2 separate regions of the Zea mays genome follow, and region 1 is linked to region 2. A link is a contact called in public Hi-C data. All regions are on one chromosome and are shown on one strand. Each heading gives the region's core, a stretch centred on a gene start, on an enhancer-like site or on the middle of the called end of the contact. The rest is flanking DNA. Distances are from core to core; before and after follow the strand shown. Region 1 holds the start of LOC103650432 (probable Ufm1-specific protease). Region 2 holds the start of LOC103650429 (E3 ubiquitin-protein ligase UPL1).

The links. A called contact is a pair of places that touch in the nucleus more often than the background predicts.
Region 1: a contact with region 2 is called in a Hi-C map of endosperm, with 4 times the contacts expected there. The contact joins the promoter of LOC103650432 here to the promoter of LOC103650429 in region 2. A contact is called at or near these places in 8 of 25 Hi-C or Micro-C datasets (endosperm, leaf, leaf mesophyll and 2 more).

What each region holds. Positions count from the first base shown.
Region 1 is chr3:99,012,120-99,016,322 of Zm-B73-REFERENCE-NAM-5.0, reverse strand. LOC103650432 (probable Ufm1-specific protease) reads right to left here and starts at 1,376. Exons shown (of 13, transcript XM_023301977.2): 1 at 991-1,376; 2 at 557-904. The coding sequence starts at 1,192.
Region 2 is chr3:98,730,880-98,734,781 of Zm-B73-REFERENCE-NAM-5.0, reverse strand. LOC103650429 (E3 ubiquitin-protein ligase UPL1) reads right to left here and starts at 1,872. Exons shown (of 17, transcript XM_008675998.4): 1 at 1,656-1,872; 2 at 1,367-1,505. The coding sequence starts at 1,474.

The DNA.
Region 1 (4,203 bases), core at 127-2,626, 280 kb before region 2:
TTTTAATATTTGATTAATTTGAATTGTTACATTAGCTCACTGATTTGATCCAAAATTTTAATTTCAGTTGGAACAAGAAGCAAGAGGCCATCCACCACTTCATGTATGTTGTTACAATCATATTGTTTGGTTTTAGGTTCGAGATTATACTGAATATATATGGCAATGCACAGGCTCTCTAATACCTTCTTTCATGATTGAATATTTGGCAGCTTAAGAAATCACATAGTTCAAACAAAAAAACACCAGCTATGCAAGATGTAGTAAATTGCAAATTTGCAACCTTATCCAACCAATTATTAGCTTCAAGATAATAGGGTGGGTACTGAAATGAGAGAACAATGGGGTTTTTTCTAAGCACAAACTAAGGTAGAAACAGTATCTTAACACTATAGAATAATCCAAAAAAATTGAACCGGTTGCAGCGAAAAGAATTCGCAGAACTCCAATTTCTTCAAATAGATGTCAAGGCACATCATATCATGAATGATCAACTTTTGCCCGTTCATTTGTACAGTAAAGGACTAAACAGACAGGTAAACTTCCTAGCATTTACCAGAATTCACGTCAGGCCTAAGATAGAGTGGAAGCTTCAGCAGCAGTTCGCAGCGCAGGAGGCATCCCTTCTCCCACAACAACCTCCCGGGCTCATCCTCCCATGTAACCACAGATCCTTCCACCGAGTTCGTCCATCCACTCTCAGATACAACAAATCGAATCTCCCCAGTGGCTGCATCCATGTGGCCTCCTACCAAGCCATGGCTCGCTGCCACACCAAACAGCAGCTCCCTCAGCGCCCGAGCCTGCTCCAGTGCGCGAGTGACGTCCGCATCAGAACCCTCTCCCCCCACGAGCAGCACCCCTATGATGTCGAAACCGCGTGGCAGCAACCCCCGGATTTCGTCTGCGGAAGGCATAGAAGTATAGGGACATCGTCAGGACTCAGGCGGAATCATGAGTTGTTGGGAAAAGTGGGTTGGTGAGACTTGCCTGCTTCCCTGGGAAGATCAATGGCGTCATGGTCGCCGTGAATGGGACGTAAGACAGCAGCGACGGTGAAGGGAGGGAGAACGCGAGGCGCACCGACGAGCCAGCGGAACCAGGAGTGCGAGGGCGGGGAGAATAGCGATATCTTAGGGCAAAGGAAGCTGAGGGCTGGGCGGCCGCGCGAACCGGCGACGAAGGCGTCCATCGGCGGCGGCCTTGTTAGCGGCAACGCAGACGGCTCTGCTTTTAGGGTATGTTCGGATATATTTTTTAAAGGGAAAGATCCATGCCATTAAAGACCCCATCTTTGGATATTTACTATCAAAAGGAATAACTCTAAATATTTATCATTCAAAAATGCAACGATACCGATACATAGCATTCTGTTTGCTTCCGTCGGACAAGGGCATTCTTTTGTCAAGCAGTCAATTCCTCTACCCGTTCTGTCCTTTTCAGTTTCTCCAGGATCGAGGCTTCTCCTGGCAGCCTCCCCGCCGCCTGCACATCTCTCTGGCAGTGGCGGCTGCCTCCACCCCGCCCAGAGCCCTCATCCACACACGTTCTCTATCGGCGACCCCTATGTATCTCCATCTTTTCCCTTCTTCCTTTGTTAGTTTCATGGTTCTAGTTCATCTCTCTTTTAGTGATCAAGAATCAATCCAGAATTAAGTTGTATAGATCTTGCTGATGTTCCACAAGGGTAATAGTTTTTTTCTCTCTTTTGAACGTCTGCAATTTCTTGCAATTTATATTGTTGGGATTAAGCAAGTGTATTGTTGCTGCAGAATTGATCCAAGAGTGCGTGCATGTCACATCCGGATTTTCGGACGCGAAATCAAATGTGTGGTGTTGTTGAGCACCAAAATGAGGTGCGGACGGTCCGGCCCTGAGGCCGGACGGTCCGCGCACGCGCAGAGTAGATTAGCGTTCCGAGTTTTGTGCTATGTTTGTTAGCTATATCCGCGGAATTAGCTCGGAATCCGGTCGTGTAAAGGGTCCAGCCCCCCTCCTCTATAAAAAGAGAGGCTTACGGCCGATTTGTAATCAACAATCGAATCAATACAACTTCTATTCGCATTTATTTCCAGTACAATTAGGAGTAGTTCTAGTCTAGTTCTAGTTTAGCCTCTTGATCCCCAAATTCTTCGCCTCTCTTCGACTCTACGCCGATTAGAGGAGTCTAGGTCGGCCGGCCCGAGCCTAGACAACCCCTAGGATCTCTCCTCCCCGACGGGGTCCCTCCCGGGAGCGAGATCCAGGCGCCGCCGGCGATCTTCCGCCGCCCCTGCACACGCGCGGACCGTCCGGCCCCAGGGCGCGGACCGTCCGGCCGTTAGGCAGGAAAACCTAGCCCCTGCGCCAGGTCGCGGACCGTCCGGCCCCAGGCCACGGACCGTCCACGCCTGACCAGAGAGCACCGCCGCCGGTTCTTCTTGGGTATTTGGCGCTCCAAAAAAGCGTCAACATACTTTTTGGCGACTCCGCTGGGAAAACACATCTAGGCTCATCAAATCGGCCCTCAAATGGCCGGTTCAAGGGAGAGCTCTGATATTTCCCCAAGCAACATCATAGAGCCGACTTGGGAAACCTTGCCGGCTGACGAGCAGCTCCAGTTTGAGGAGCACAAGGAGCGGATGATCCAGGAGGCGAAAGCAAAATTCTTGGCCAACTTCAAAGTGGACAGGAACAACAAGGTCGTCCGACATCGGGCGACGGATCCGGCTTTGCTTCAACCCACGCCAGATATCCCCAATGTAAGTAATACCAACGAGCTACAATCTCTTAGAAATTATGTAGAAGAACAGCGTGAACAAATGCAGAACATCATAGGGGGTATGCAAAGCGATGTTAAGAGACTAGTACGTGCATTCGATAAATCTAACATCGCAAATTTTCCTTCACACGAGGTTGAGTTAGGAGGTAACACGCGTAACACATCGGCTACAGGTTGTCACGACCAGTCACAACCCCTTTATGGGATGCCAATGGACACATACCCTGAACAACCGCAAGTCGGCAGCAAATCAGCCGATCTGCACATGCCCGGACCGTCCGCACGTGAGCGCGGACCGTCCGGGCCAGCAATAGTCGGGCCTATTTTTAATGAGTTACCTAGATATGCGCCCGAGCCACCACACACGGCACAGAACCCAAACTACCCAGTCGGACGGTCCGCATACAACGACGGACGGTCCGCATATAACCACGGACGGTCCGGGTACGTATCCGGACAGTCCGCGCATGAGTCTTTTGAGGAGGATTACATGAATCCTCGCCCGTCCCAGCAACACTTCCCATCACACTATGCAATGCACCAGCCCATTAATTCAGGATCCAAAGCCCAGGAAAGCTTTCCGGCCCCACCTAGAAGGCCGGAAAGAAACGATCAAACATATGAGCCATATAAAGCAAATGGAAATGCACCACGTAACTCAAACCAATGGGGGGAAAGACAACATGCTAATATCCAGCCAACCCCACCTATGTTTGACCAGAGAGCCGGTGGTCTCGCACCGGCTGCCATTGATATAGTAAGGGAAGAAATAGCCGGTGCGTTCCGAGATAAGCTCGGAGTAAGCATGGTCCCTGGGGGGCAATCATATCGGAAACCTTATGACAGCCGATTTGATCACCACCCATACCCACAGGGAACCAGGATACCCGAATTCACAAAAATTTTCGGGTGATCAAGGAAAGAACACACGTGAACACATAGGCCAATTTTTAGCACAATTAGGAGAGTTGGCCGACACAGAGGCATTTCGCGTACGTTTATTTTTATTATCGCTAACAGGAACCGTGTTTGCATGGTATGTCACTTTACCTCCTAATTCCATTTCATCATGGGGGGATCTAGAACAAAAGTTTCATGATCATTTTTTCTCCGGTGACTATGAGTTAGATTTGGTAGATTTAGTGTCGTTGCGACAGACAAAAGATGAATCGGTTAATGATTATATCCGGAGATTCCGAGATACAAGAAATCGATGCTTTCAAATTCATTTAGCAGAGAAACAGCTAGTAGGATTAGCCTTTAATGGTCTGCGATATTATTTAAAAGAAAGATTAGAAGGCATCCAATTTTTTACACTAGCACAGTTACACCAGAAAGCTTTGGCTTGCGAAAGCCGGAGCAAAGAAACTGCTAAAACAATGCGTCGCAACGTACACATAGTAGAATGCGACCAAAGTAGCTCAGATGACGAATCAGTAGAA
Region 2 (3,902 bases), core at 623-3,122:
TACACAGTATAAAACGCCTTCGAAACACCTAGGCGCACCTAGGCTCGCGTAAGCTCTAGGAGAGAGCCACCGCCTAGAGAGCGCCTAGCACCTTTTGTAACCTTGGGTGCCAGCGATGCTTGATAAACCATCTAATGATTGGATCTGTGCATTATTGGGTTTGTGGTTTGGAAATAAGTTTACGTACTGCTGTATTCATATGCATATATTTCTCCTCTCCATCCTACTGTGTGCTACTGATATAAGAGAGACAAAATAATTTCTTGCAGTATAAAATTGTAGATGGAAAACAGCAAAGCTATGTAGGATGCAGGCCAAGACTACTTTCATAGATGTTTGCCTAGAAGTAGTTGCCCATAATATTTGATTTGGGAGATGTCTGAACACAGTTGAGTTCTCCAACCTGGAGGCCAAATTCAATGCACGCATAAATAAGAACTATTGTCACCTGCATTTTAGAACTAGATGGAAGTCCTTGAGATACAACTATGGAACATGGAAGAGAATGAATTTGAATGTCTGTGGCCTCAAGAGATCCTACAAGTGGTAGCACTATTGTTGGTGATGATTACTGGGACGAGCAAGAAACAGTATGATCTATTCCAGTTCTAACATCTTGCATAAGAATATGAAGCTATTGACATGTGAATTTGTTATGTTTTTTAGGTCCTACCAATTGTTTTAAGTATTGACACACACAGCTTGAGAATGAAAGGAGCTACAATTGTTATTTGATGGCTTAATTCGAGTTTTAATCCCTTTAAATCTGATTTTTTTTTTTTCTTGTGAAGTTGCTGAGATTATATTCCGTGTAAAGAAATATCACGTGAGTGACAATTCCAAATTAATTCATGTCATGTTGTATTGGTATGCAAAATTGTACTATTTTCACTTTAAAGGAAAACATATAGTATTATTGGTTTGATTGATGTAGGCGCTTATTCATCAACCAAGCAAGTCATCATCAGCACTAGGGGTCATCACACTCATGACAAACAATTTCTTCAGGAGAATCAGTGTTGCCAAAAACTTAGATTCAAGATGATTCTCTAGCCAGCCAGAAAAGCTCTAAAGAAAAAAAATTGTTGTTCCAAACAGGGCTAAAGTAATAGAGATTCTACCATCGCCACCTAGCACCCCTTCAAACAGAACTAGCCATCAATCCTGAGAGATCACAATTCACAAGCAAGCCCACAACAGAGAAACTAAACCCTAACTGATATACCAATAGACGATAAGTTTTATCCAAAACCACGAAAGGCAAGTCGCATACGCACACGCCCGTTCACTATCAAAACCCTAGAACGAAGGCGGCAATCAAAGCAGCCCGGATGCGAGGGGGCGGGGAAGAGAACAGGGGACTCACCGGCTCAGACTCGACCTTGATCGCAGGTGAGACAGCGCGGCTTCCAGCAAGGATCTGCTGCAGGCGCAACGGGAAGCTGGCTCTATGTGCGGCCGCCGCCGCCGCCATCTCCGATCGGAACCCCTTACCTGCTCGTCACCTGCAGAAAAAAAAAACCACCAGAACCCATCAGTGTAAACAGGACAAGAATCACCGCTAAAAATCCCGCGAAAACCCTAGGACGCCAGGTCCAACCGCCGCCCACCAGGGTCGGGAAGCGCGGGCGGCGGGAGGCTGGGCGCGCGCGTACCTCTAGTGTTTTGGGCCGGCGGCGGGGCACACACATCGGTCGCGGAGGAGGCCGACGGGAGAGCAGAGAGGTGGGGATTCAGAGGCGGCTACGTGAAGGAGAGGGAGAGAGAGGGTTGTGATTGTTGTTTGGGGCCGGGTGGTGTCGCTTTTTTTTCTGGTGAAGTGAAAGGATGCGCACTTGGCGCGGTAGGTCACGGGCACAGCGCGTGAGGGACGACGAGGCTCTCGAATAAGATGGGAAATTAATATTAGAAATTGATTTTTAATATAAGCTGCATCTGAAGATCATCATAGAAGCTGGAATCTCAAGTCCTAGACAAGTTGTGCCCTTTATCACTTCTTTTTATCTAGTCATGTTCTGATTAATCATAATGATCTGCATAAATTAATTCTGATGGGACTCAATATGTTACCCTAGTTTGACTATCTTTATATCTTGTTTACCACAAAATTTGGGGTAGTACCTACTATTGCTTTTATGTGGTTTTGGGTATAAAGATACATATTATTCATGATTATATTTTTATTATCAGTTGTTATTTATTGTTCATGTTAAGATCATTATGTTAATTGGAACATGGAGAACCACCCGGGAAAACAATGCTACCACAAGGGTGGTATGAGACGCCCTTGGCTGACTAATTAGGAAAGCTAGTGGAGGACTACCTTACCCGAAAGGTGCAAGGGCAGTAGAGGAGTGGTCAGTGTAGGGAGGTCATTGGGTTGGTTTTGCTACGATGGCGGTCAGGCGAGGGGTCCCTGCATTGGAGCTTCCTATAAACTGTAGCGGGTTTTCTGAAGCTAGTGGAACTTTGTAAAGGTCTCGTAGTGTTACCCTGCCTCGCCTCCTCGGTAGAGGTGTATGGGATCGGCTGTCTCTTGGCAGATGGGTAACATGACTTGTGGGTAAAGATGTGCAACCTCTAAGAGTGTAAAACTGGTATACTAGTCGTGCTCATGGTCATGAGCAGCTCGGACACTGACATGATTAATTTATGGAACTAAATTCAATTTGTCATATGCATTGTATCGCAGATGTTGTTATTACTTTTGTTCTACTACTTAATTGGGTTGGTATTTACTTATTGAAAGGGAAATAGGGTTTAACCTTTTCCTATAAATAATTTTGGTGGTTGAATGCCCAACACAAATAATTGGACTAACTAGTTTACTCTAGATTATATATTCTATAGGTGCATAAAGGTTCAACAAAAACCAATAAAAAGATTAAAGAAAGGGTTCAAAAAGAAAGGAGCAAAGAAACCCAAGTGTGCCCTAGTCTGGCGCACCGGACTGTCCGGTGTGCCACCTGACAGTGTTCGGTGCACCAGGACCGTACAACTCTGAACTAGCCACCTTCGGGTTTCTCCAGCGCCACTCCGCTATGATTTACCGGACTGTCCGGTGTGCAACCGGACTGTCCGGTGTGCCACCGGACTGTCCGATGCACCAAGCAAAGCAACGGCTCTCCAGCACAACGGTCGACTGCATAGTGCCCTGACAGTGCTATAGTACGCGACAGAAGTCAGAACAGAAGTCAGAGGCGCACCGGGCAGTGAACAGTGCCTGTCCGGTGTCACTAGAAGACAAAGCTCCAACGGTCGTCTGCGTCCGAACCCTAACGGTTGGGTGACGTGGCTGGTGCACCGAACAGTGTCCGGTGGCGTACCGGACTGTCCGGTGCGCCCATCGACAGCAGCCAACGGTTGTTTTGGTGGTTGGGGGCTATAAATATGTAACGCCCCGAATTTTGCAGTTGAATTTTTTCTTTTCTTTACTCGCCAAAATTCGGGCGTTACCTTTCCCTTTTCTTTTTCCCTTCGCTAAACCTTGACCTTTTCCAAAGTTCTAAGCGGGATTCGGTTTGGAATTCCCGTGTAAGAAAAACCCTAAATACTTTATGTTGTTTGATGCACCATGCCGAACCTTGCATTTCTTTTGATTGCTTTGAAAGCGCAATTGCATTCATGTAGAAAGATCGGATTTCGAAAATGTGGAGAAGATCTTTTCTTTCTTTTTTCTCCCTCTCTTTTTCTCTCCTCTTTTTCTCTCTCTCCCGCGCCGTGGGCCGACCCCGGCCGGCCCAGCCGCCCCTGGCGCCCCCCCCTTGGGCCCAATAGGCCCATGCCGCCCCCACCTCCCCTTTTTCCCCAAACCCTCTCCCTCTCCCTCTCATTTTTTCCCTCTCTCATTCTCTCCCTAGCCGCCGCCCCTACCCGCCCCCTGCCCTAGCGCCGCCCCTACC